2 separate regions of the Sus scrofa genome follow, and region 1 is linked to region 2. Evidence: chromatin contacts called from public Hi-C data. All regions are on one chromosome and are shown on one strand. The core of a region is the stretch at or near the end of the contact, and the rest is flanking DNA. Distances in the headings are between cores, read along the strand shown.

Region 1 (5,493 bases), core at 1,479-3,978, 150 kb before region 2:
TGAGGAGGGTGCTGGGGGGAGGACAGGGAGGGTGCCTGGTCCCACCCAAGTGGGTGAGGCCTGGGCTGGGTAGTGACATCCCTGGCTGAGTGTTCCGAAGCAGCACTGCCCTCACAGTTCTCACTTGGAAGCCCCCTTGGTGCCCCTGGCATTCTTCTGAGCAACCCCAGAGGGAGCCACACTCCACATCACCCCCAAAGGGAGTAGGGGTTTGAGGCCTCTGTAATCAGATGTCATGCAGAAACTCCTCTCCCTGCAGACAGGTTCCAGTGTGAATGCCTTTGTGAGGTCCATTTGTTCTTAAGGCCAAAGTGACATTTTCCAAGCAATGGAAAGTCAATGAGAGAATTGTAAAGGATGACAACATAGAGCTGGGTCTTCTTGCTTCTTTTCACCACCCTTGAAAAATGTGTACAAAAAATGTACAAGAAGACAATGCCTCAAACCTGTTTTGAATGCTACACATAAGAATAGCTGGCTGACCAAAATGAAAACAGTTAAGATTAAAATACTGTGGACAATGGCAAAGCATTTAAAGTTATGGCAGGCTGAGGGGTTCCGTTTAGCTCTGTCATTGTGGCCTCCTGTTTTTATTTATTCACTTTTTAAACTTATTTTGTGTGTATTTAGCATAAAAGAGAGTTTTGTGTGGTTTTTTTTTGTTTTTTGGGGGGTCTGCACCCACGGCATGTGGAGGTTCCCAAGCTGGGGTCCAAGCAGAGCTACAGCTGTTGGCCTACACCACAGTCACAGCAACGCTGGATCCGAGCCATGTCTGTGACCTACACCACAGCTCACGGCAATGCCGGATCCTTAACCCACTGAGCAAGGCCAGGGATCAGACTCGCAACTTCATGGTTCCAAGTCAGATTCATTTCTGTCGCGCAATGGGATCTCCCAAAAGAGTTTATAAGTCACAAATTATCACACAATGAACAAATTTATTAATTTTTATTTATAATTTCTTAACTGGAAATTTTTTTTTTTTTGACTTTTTTTGACTTTTTAGGGCCGCACCTGTGGCATATAGAGGTTCCCAAGCTAGGGGTTGAATCTGTGCTACAGCCACCGGCCTACACCACAGCCATAGCAACACCAGATCTGAGCCATGTCTGCTCATAGCAATGCCAGGATCTTTAACCCACTGAGTGAGGCCAGGGATCAAACTTGTGTCCTTGTGGATTCTAGTCAGATTAGTTACCACTGAGCCACGACGGGAACTCCTTAACTGGCAATCTTTAAATTGATAATATAGTCATATGGTTCAAAAATCAAAAAAAGTACATGTAATGGAAGTCTCCCTCCAGCCCTGCCACCCATTCTTTTGGAGGCAGACACTTGTGCTCATTTGGGGGAATATTCTCTCACAAATAAACACATATGCCAGCCTCCCACCCATTTTTAACCCCAGTTGCTGCTTTGTTTTATCTCAGGAAGCTGGCAGGTAGAGGAGCTTATGTATTTGGGGGACCTGTGGGAGGGAGGGGGAGAGAGTGGCACTGTGACCTGTCTGCATGGCAGCTGGCTCCTGCCACCTGAGCTCGGTTGTGCTGGGGGAGCTGGTGGCAATTGCAGCTAGCGTTGCACTTTCTCCCAGGTCCAGCTTGGGTGACCATTGGCTTTTCCCTCCAGGGTGGGCTGGGGGTGTTTGTCCAGCTGATGCCCATCCTCATCCTGATCCTCGTGTCAGCTCTCAGCCAGCTTATGGTCTCCAGTCCACCCTATAGTCTGAGCCTGAGGCCGTGAGTATCTGTAGCTGGGGCGAGACGGGTGGTGGGTAGACATGGGGTCTCAGGCCCCATGAAATCCATCCCATTGAAATCCAGCATAGAAAGCTGCTCAGAATCAAGAAAATAGACTTTCTCTGTTGGAATTCCTTTTTTTTTTTTTTTACTTTTTTGGCTTTTTAGGGCTGCACTCGTGGCATATGGAAGTTCCCAGGCTAGGAATTGAAATCAGAGCCACAGCCACAACAACGCCAGATCCAGTCTACATTTGTGACCTACACCGCAGCTCATGGCAACGCCAGATCCTTAACCCGCTGAGCAAGGCCAGGGATCAAACCTGTGTCCTCATGGATACTAGTCAGACTCATTTCCACTGAGCCACAATGGGAACTCCAGATTCTTGGTCTTTTTAGGATCACAGTCTCTTAAGAAAACACAGTGAAACCTGCAGATCTTTTCCCTGGAACACTGCAGGCACACACAATTTTGCATGATTTCATTGGCTTTGTGACACTCTCCCCATTTTATCTACTGGCCTTAAGAGCTTCTGCTCTTGCAATCTGATTGGGGGCCCTTGAGACCCTGGCAAGAACAGAGGCTTTAGAGTAAGAGTAAGAGTGGCTCCTCTACTAATTAAGCAGCTGTGAACCCTGGACTAATTACATAACTTCTCTGAGCCTTGGTTTCCTCATCTATAAAATGGAAATAGCATCTACCTGCTTGTGAAAACTAAATGAGTATACACATAAAGTGCCAGGCTCATCAGAAATGCTTGACACCATTCGTTGAATGAATATATGGTCTTAACCACCAGTGGTGAACTTGGGCAAGTTATCTGACCTTTTAAGGCATCAGCTCCCTCCCCGCGCCCCTGCCCCCACCTAGTGGCCAGGCTCTGCCTCGGAGCCTGGCAGGATCCCCCTCAACCAGCAGGGGGCAGAGTCGGTCCACTGGACCCACATCAGCCAGGGCAGCAGCTCTGTGGCCTGATGCCAGCTTTTTTCTCTGCAGCTGGGGAGCTGAGAGGCAGCAGCAGGCAGGCAGGGGCTGTGCTCACTGAAGCACTGACTCCTGTCTGCATGCTAAAGTTTTTCCCAGAGCCTGCAGGTGGAGCTGAAAGATAAGAATCCAAGAGCTGGAAGGGTACAATTCTTTGGAATTCCTCCTGTCGTTGTGTTCCTAAGCCTCGTAACTCTAGACTGGGAGCTCTTGGGGAGCCAGGCAGGCCCTCAGCAATGCGACTGGCCTAGGAATGAGTGAGGAAAAGAAGGCACAGGGATCTCAAGTCACATAGCTCGTCAGAGGTGAAGCCTGGACTCACTCCAGGATCCAGACTTCCCTCAGCAGCACCCCCTCCCCCCAAGAAAGGCCACAGTTAGCATGTGGTAAGCAGTGAGCCTGAGCAGGGCCTTGCTGTAGGCTGGGCCATTTGTACTGGAGGGATACCCTGCCTTTTCTCCAGGCCCTCCCTGGGGTAGTGCGGAGTTCCTGCTCTAGTTTGGGAAGGAAGCAGCTACTCCTGTGGCCTCTATGGCACCTCCTCTGGCAGACCCCAGTCAGGACCTGAGGGCCTGGGGACCCAAGCCCACTTCGTGCCTGGTGTATGTCTGTCCAGGTCGGTGGGCCACGTCCACAAGCGGGTCACTGACCACCTGAACGTCGTCTACTACGTAGCAGACACATTCTCTGAAGAGTACACAGGCTCCAGCCTCAAAATGGTTGAACGGAATGTGGAAGACGACTATATTGCCAATCTCCGAAACAACTGTTGGAAGGAAAAGCAGCAAAGTGAGTGTGTGTCTGTATTTGGGGTGCAAAGCTTGGAGCAAGGAAGGAGAAAGCCCTGCTCACCCAGTGATGTGTGGGCCCAGCACCTGGCGCTGCCCTGCGCCAGCCATGTCCCAGCCAAGAGCTGGACTCCACCCCCATGTTTCCCTGGGGATGGGAGCCAGGGGCCACCTGGAGATTGCCTCCAACTTGCCGTAGATCACTTCAGTCAGCCCGTTGTTTGCTTGCCGTGGGTGAGTGTATAGAGGGAGATTGGAGCACGTTTGGCCACCCACTGATGGGGCATCTGGATCCATCTTTGGCACCCGGAGCGGGGAGGTCTGACCAGGATGACATTTTCTCTCCTTGGCTGGCCTCAACTATACTACATAGAAAGGAGCCTCTAGTCCGCTCCCAAGGGGGACCATATTTCCTTGTCCAGGGTCTACCCTAAAGGGAAGCCAGCTCTGCCCCAGCTCCTGGGCCTAGAACTGCCTTCCCCGTCCCCCCACAGGCCAGGCAGGTGTTGTAGCACCTTAGGGGTGAGCCTAACCCTGCTCCATTGCTTTGCAGAGGAAGGCTTGCTGTATCGGGCCCGCTACTTTGGCGACACAGATATGTACCACAAAGCACAGAAGATGGGCACCCCAAGCTGTAACCGACTGTCAGAGGTGCAGGCCTCCCTGCATGGATAGTCCTGGGCCAGCCGTGCCACCGAGGTCCAAGTATGAGCCAGGGCCGCCTCTGCCCTGCAACTCCTGGCAGCTCCGGCCCTGGTCATGAGGCAGAGGAGAGTGGAAGGAGGAGGGAGGGAGGGAGCCTGGTGATCATGGCACAGTTTCCCTGTCCCCAGCTTGACCTCCACTGTGCAAAGATGGGACAGCTCTGGCATGCACTGGGAAACTATAGTCTGTCTCAACCCTCTAGCACTCTTCCACCCCACTGCACTCCATACTCTGGAGCTGTGGGGTGCCCAAGAGCCAGAGAGGAAGGGGAGCCCAAAGCTGCTGCTAAGGGCCACTCATGCCTCCTTGGTCTACAGCCATCGAGTCACCATGGCCTGTTCCCAAGTACAGCAGACTATCAATCTGAGCCCTGGGATTAAGGCCACCAAGTATTGCTGGGTCCGCAGTAGGCCCCACACGTCCCCTGAACCATGGGGGAACTAGTGGATCAAGAGCCCTTCCTCTTCGCTGTCCTTCTAGGCAAGAAGAAATGGAACCAGAGGGGGGGCAGCCAGGCAGCAGGCCGAGGGGGGGGGGCACACCCCCAGGCTGCTCCTTGTCTAGTGGGATCAGAGGTGCTTTTGAATGCCACTGCACCTGGAAGCCTGGAAGCCACAGGCATCCGGCCCACCCAGGTGTCTCACCTGAGGTCTGAGGAAGGAAACAGAAGGTCATGAGTTCAGAGCTGAGCAGAGAGCCCTCAGCACAGAAGGGGTGGGGAAAAAATGAAAGGTGCTGGTAGCAGGCTTCCTGCTTCTTTACGCTTGTGTGTGGGTAGCAGGCTCTGTTCCCAGCATTTGCCAAAGGGGACAGCTTGGACTAAGCCCAGAAGAGTGTGGGCAGAGCCGGTGAAGGTTCTTTTTTGTGTTGGTTCCCTGCCCACCCCCTCCTCTGTCTGTGTTCCCTCAGGGGCGGTCCAGCTACAGACTCTACTTTGAGGCCTTTCTGGCTAGTGCCTCTGGGAGGAAAAGAGACTGCAGGGGGCGGTGGGGGCGGGGCTGAGATGGGCAGGACAGGGCCAAGGAGCTGGCTGTTAGTGTGGGCTGAGTTAGAGACTCCGGGGCACATGCTGCCAAGCTAACTGTTACCACTCTCCTCCCCAGACTATGAAATCCCTGGAGAATTTTTGGTGACGTGCACTGAGCCAAGGTGATGGACTGTATGTTTAAGGAAAGACATAACAAGAAAAAAAATTAAAATGGAATTGGAGGCCGAATGCCACACAACTGCCCTCTCTCTCACCCAGTAAATGCAGAAAGCTCTTAGAACAGACA
Region 2 (5,338 bases), core at 2,544-5,043:
CTAGTTCAGCTCTAAACCTAACAAGCTCACACGTGCTTTTCCTCCACATAGCCATCTACTGCCTATGTATATGGAAAAACCCTAGTGCTATATATATACTGAAATTTCATCACACAGAATATTGAAAAGACATGTACTCAAGGGGTGAGATTTAATAAAATTGATTATTTTATCAGTTTAATTGGTCATATTTATCAAGGATAAATGAAACTGGCTTTAAAATTTTTTTAAACTGTGGATTTATAGTGAAGAATATACTGTTACTAGTACAGTTGGATGTTATTGCCTTAATATGTGTTAAGGTGCCAGCAGTTTACCTGCCATTGCTTTTGTACCATCAGTGCAAATGTCATTACCATGAAAAAGGAAAATGATGTCATATAACTATTACAAAAATTGTTTTGCTCTCATGGACCCCCTAAAGGCATCTCAGGGACCTCCAGAGGTCCTCAAACCAGATTGTGAGGACCTCTGATCTAAGTAAGATTTTGTTTAACGTTTAAGATTGCATAGTTTCCTGGAGTTCCCGTCGTGGCGCACTGGTTAACGAATCCGACTAGGAACCATGAGGTTGCGGGTTCGATCCCTGCCCTTGCTCAGTGGGTTAACGATCCGGCATTGCCGTGAGCTGTGGTGTAGGTTGCAGATGCGGCTCGGATCCCGCGTTGCTGTGGCTCTGGCGTAGGCCGGTGGCTACAGCTCCGATTCAACCCCTAGCCTGGGAACTTCCATATGCCGCGGGAGCGGCCCAAGAAATAGCAACAACAACAGCAAAAGACAAAAGACAAAAAAAAAAAAAAAGATTGCATAGTTTCCAGGGAAATTATAACTGTCTTTTGTTTAGCACCTACTCTTGCCTGGCCTTGTGCTTAGACTTTATTATCTCCATTTTATCTTCACAGCATATGTATAAGATTTAAAAAAAAAAGATAAAGACTTGTATTATCCCATTTTGTAGATCAAGGAGATTCAGAGAGCTTAAGTAACTTGTCTAAAGAGCACATAGGTAGCAAAACCGTGCTCTGAATCCCTGTGCTGTAAGAAGGTTTTCAGTGTCTGTATGCTAGGTTGAGTAGGATAGACTGTGTTCCAACCCTTATTCCTAAAGTAAAATGGAAAATTGCCATCTACCTTTTTTTGGAAAGTGGTAAAATTAGTATAACATAAAAGTCATCATTTTAACCATTTTAAAGTGTATGATTCAGTGGCATTAAGTATCTTAGTAACATTGTGCAACCATCACAATGGTTCTAGAATGATTTTATCACCTGAAAAGGAAATCCATTAAGCAGTCACTTTCCATTTCTCCCTTCTTCCATTCTTCTCTCTTCCCAGCCCCTGGCAACCACTAGTCTACCGACTGTCTCTATGATTTGCCTATTCTGTGTATTTCCTATAAATGAGACCATACAATATTGGACTTTTATGTCTGACTTCTTTCATTCAGCCTGATGTTTTCAGGGTTCACCCATGTTGTAGCATGTATCAGTACTTGTCCCTTTTTAAGGCTGAATAATATTCCATTATATGCAGATGCCACATTGTGTTTATCCATTCATCAGTTGATGGACATTTGGGTCTGTTTCCACCTTTCAGCTATTATGACTAAAGCCGTTTTCAGGTCTTTGGGACTGACTCATTTTTAAAATGTTTAAGTCATGTTTTTTATTTCTTCAGTAAATCTTGTAATTTTATAGGACATTGTAGCCACACAGCCCGATCTCTCTTGTTTTCTTATTCTCTGTTACAGGGCTTATATGATTTTTATTGTTATTAGTTTAAACTTGACTATTGTAAAACTAAAATCTGTACTAGCCTATAGTTATACAGTTAACATGAAGCTGTGTGGAAAATTTACATGGGATCACAGTGTAAAAGTAATGAACTTTCCCTAATAGAGGGTTTCAAGTCTCTTTTAACATGCATATATCACAGACTCCACAGTTTTGATTTATCATATTCTCGGTGGCCCTAAGGGAGGAAAAGTAGTCATTAAGAAAGGGTGACAGGGAGAGGGAGGGAGTGGGGTGGTTGGGGAGCTTGGGGTTAACAGATACAAACTATTGCCTTTGGAATGGGTTAGCAATGAGATCCTGCTGTGTAGCACTGCTTATGATGGAGCATGATAATGTGAGAAAATAGTATGTGTACATGTATGTGTAACTGGGTCAGCATGCTGTACAGTAGAAAAAAAGATCGTATTGGGGAAATAACTATTTTAAAAAATAAATAAAAAACAAAAGAAAGGGTGACAAAATCATTACTTTGAGTGTTTCCATTGGATATGTTCAATGGTAAGACCCTTAATTTTATAGACGGTCTTTCAAGTATAGAGGAGTCAGGTTTTGAAGAGCTATAGAAGTTAGATGTCTTTTGAAGGTAGTGCTCAGACATAATTTGTGCCCACATTGATGAAAAGATAAGGTCTCAGAAGATGAATACATCCTTTATTTTCCCACAGAACTAGAGCTTACAAATTTTGCACACTTCCTGTTGTCAAGTGTGCAAAATTTGAAATCTTGTGAAGTGGTGACTAAATCCACTCATATGATCAACCAAGAACCTTTCTGAGTAATTCTCATCCCTCTTACTGCTCTGTTTTTTCATTGCCCATTTTTCCTCCGCAAGAAGAGACACATCTGTGTTGTTTCAAAAGGATTTATAAATTCCCCTCCTCAAATCAATGTCTAAGGGACTTGTACACATCTTATTTAATTTAACATTAAAACTCTTTGAATGCCTCCTTTGCAAGGTATTTTTCAAGACTGTAAATTGATAAAAAAAAATGAGTAAGACATGGCCCTCTTTTTTAAGGTACATTCAATCAGTTGTGTTTCTTTGTATGAAGAGGCACTGCTCAATTTGGAGGCATGGGGAGAGGCCATGTTGTAATAAAAACACTCTCAACTTTCTTTATATGATTTCATATATTTAAAATAAAAAATTCCCTTAAAAATTTTTTTTATTCTTATTTTTTGTAGAGCTGCAGGTGCAGCATGTGGAAGTTCCCAGGCTAGGGGTCGAATTGGAGCTGCAGCTGCTGGCCCTCACCACACCCACAGCAATGGAGGATCTGAGCCATGTCTGTGACCTCTTCCACAGCTCATGGCAATGCCAGATCTTTAACACATTGGGTGAGCCCAGGGATCGAACCCGAATCCTCATGGATACCAGTCGGGTTTGTTACTTCTGAGCCACAACTGGAACTCCTCCCTTAATATTCTGGACTATGAAGTGCCTGACCATTCAAAGGATGGAAGCACTTAGATCAGATTTTTCTTCTAGAAACAGATCTGGGACAGTGTAGTAGCTACACTTAATGATGTATTCTTGGGTTTTGTAAAGCCTAATTGGGTAAGGAATTTGCATTCAACCTTTTCACCCATACTTAGTAGTCAGATGTTGCTAAGACTTGAGCATTTGAACACAGTGGCTATTCCGTTCTGTCTGTTACTCTCTCAGGCCTCCACCCTTCCTCCTCTAGAAGAACAGCTTCCTCACATTATACTGAGAACATGAAGCCAGCTCAGCTTCCTTCTTTCCCTGCTTATAGCCTACCTTTTTTCGTCATACCCAGCCCACTGAATTTCACTCTCTTTCTGAAGAATGGCATACATGATCTCTAATGAAACCTAATCCCTTTACTTATTCTGGGACCCCATTCCTTTATCTCCTCAGAGACCAGGCACCATCAATAGTTCCACCTTTTCCAGGCCTCTTTTCCCTCAGGCATTTTTCAGATGTCCGGGATATGAGGTGCAGTAGACCCTAGGATTTCTTATGGAGGAGGCAGATGTCAGTAACTGGCATACACTTGGGTGAAGGCTGTGACTGAGATTCTAGGGATGCATAGATAGGCAGCAGAACCATGCCCATGTGTGAGCAAAGTTTGTAAAGGAAGGCTTCAGAGAGATTTCTTTGCTGGACAAGGAATTTTCAGGCTGAGGGAGTAGCATATTAGGAAAAGGGAGTAATTCCAAGTGCAGATCCAGAGGCACTATTATATGCCACTTAAAACGAAGATTGATTTTGGAGTTCCCTTTGTGGCGCAGTGGTTAATGAATCTGACTAGGAACCATGAGGTTGCGGGTTCGATCCCTGGCCTTGCTCAGTGGGTTGAGGATCCAGCGTTGCCGTGAGCTGTGGTGTAGGTTGCAGACACAGCTCGGATCCCGAGTTGCTGTGGCTCTGGTGTAGGCTGGTGGCTACAGCTCCGATTGGACCCCTAGCCTGGGAAGCTTCTTATGCCACGGCAGCGGCCCAAGAAATGGCAAAAAGACAAAAAATAAATAAATAAAGGAAGATTGATTTTCATTTGATCATTGTTTATTCTACAAAGCTTTATTAAATCCCCACTGCATACCAGGCACTGTGCTATAAAAGATGAATATAAAAGATGAGTAAAGCCAGTCATTCACAGTCATTGCCCCCATGGAGTTTACAGACAAATGGAGAATGCTAATAGGCCTTAGCAGGTAACAGAAATTTATCACTGCAAAGTGCAATAAAGGTGAGTCTGGGGGAAAATGGTTCTCTTTTAAAGACAGAAAATATGGCAGTTTAGACCATGGCAGGGCAGAGTTAAGGCAAGCCTCTTTGAGAAATTGATATGAATTGAGATCTCAAGGAGTGGGAGTTTGCAGGCAAAGGACTGGTGGGAAGTTCTAGGCAAGAGAATGCAGAGCAAAAGCCCTGTGGAAGGAAAAACCTAGCAAATTCCAGGTGCGACTGAAGTGTAAAGAGGGAAAGAAGGTCACAGGAAATGTCCACGTGAAGAGGTTGGAGGGGTTTAGATGCAGGCAAATACAAATGGACTAAATACAAAGAAATCCTTATCAGGATCAATGACGTGGAAATGCAGAGCACTAAAGACAAAGAAAAGAATTTAAAAGAGGGACAAAGGACAGTTATCAGGACAGTGGACCTCTCAATATCAACAACAAAGCCAAAAGACAGCAGACTGATTTTTAGAGAAAATAACTGTCAACCTGAACTTATTTACCCAGGAATAAAATCTTTAAAGAACAAAGGTGAAAAAAAACCTTTTTATGTCCAAATGCTGTCTTTCCTTCTTGTTAACCTTCTTTCTCTCAAATAGACTCTTAAGATTCTAGGAGGCAGGGAGTTTATCTTATTCACTATAGAATATTATGAGATTAAAAAGAGATTATAAACCAATTTGTAGACATTTACCTTTTTTCCCTCAAAAGTAGGAAGAGAGCTGGAGTTCCTGTAGTGGCGCAGCGGAAATGAATCCGACTAGGAACCATGAGGTTACGGATTCGATCTTTGTTTTCACTCAGTGGGTTAAGGATCTGGCCTTGCCATGTGAGCTGTG

What was found. Hi-C and Micro-C count contacts between places; a contact is called where the count stands out from the background.
Region 1: a contact with region 2 is called in a Hi-C map of retroperitoneal adipose tissue, with 2.3 times the contacts expected there. The contact joins two enhancer-like sites. A contact is called at or near these places in 1 of 5 promoter capture datasets (fetal liver), 12 of 47 Hi-C or Micro-C datasets (blood, embryonic fibroblasts, epiblast stem cells and 7 more) and 2 of 2 datasets of contacts at active chromatin or transcription factors (alveolar macrophages and skeletal muscle).

What each region holds. Positions count from the first base shown.
Region 1 is chr14:75,170,761-75,176,253 of Sscrofa11.1, reverse strand. It overlaps DNAJB12 (dnaJ homolog subfamily B member 12), which reads left to right. Exons shown (of 9, transcript XM_013983329.1): 7 at 1,633-1,742; 8 at 3,343-3,515; 9 at 5,323-5,493. The coding sequence ends at 5,372. Among named protein-coding and RNA genes, the nearest start is that of DNAJB12, 17 kb to the left of the region's middle. Within about 2 kb of position 2,728, at least 46 of the 83 cell types and tissues checked have an H3K27ac peak or open chromatin away from gene starts, as enhancers often do. A contact at or near this core is called in retroperitoneal adipose tissue, where this site is marked.
Region 2 is chr14:75,018,271-75,023,608 of Sscrofa11.1, reverse strand. The region is part of intron 7 of ASCC1 (activating signal cointegrator 1 complex subunit 1); the gene reads left to right. Among named protein-coding and RNA genes, the nearest start is that of SPOCK2, 53 kb to the right of the region's middle. Within about 2 kb of position 3,793, at least 3 of the 83 cell types and tissues checked have an H3K27ac peak or open chromatin away from gene starts, as enhancers often do. A contact at or near this core is called in retroperitoneal adipose tissue, where this site is marked.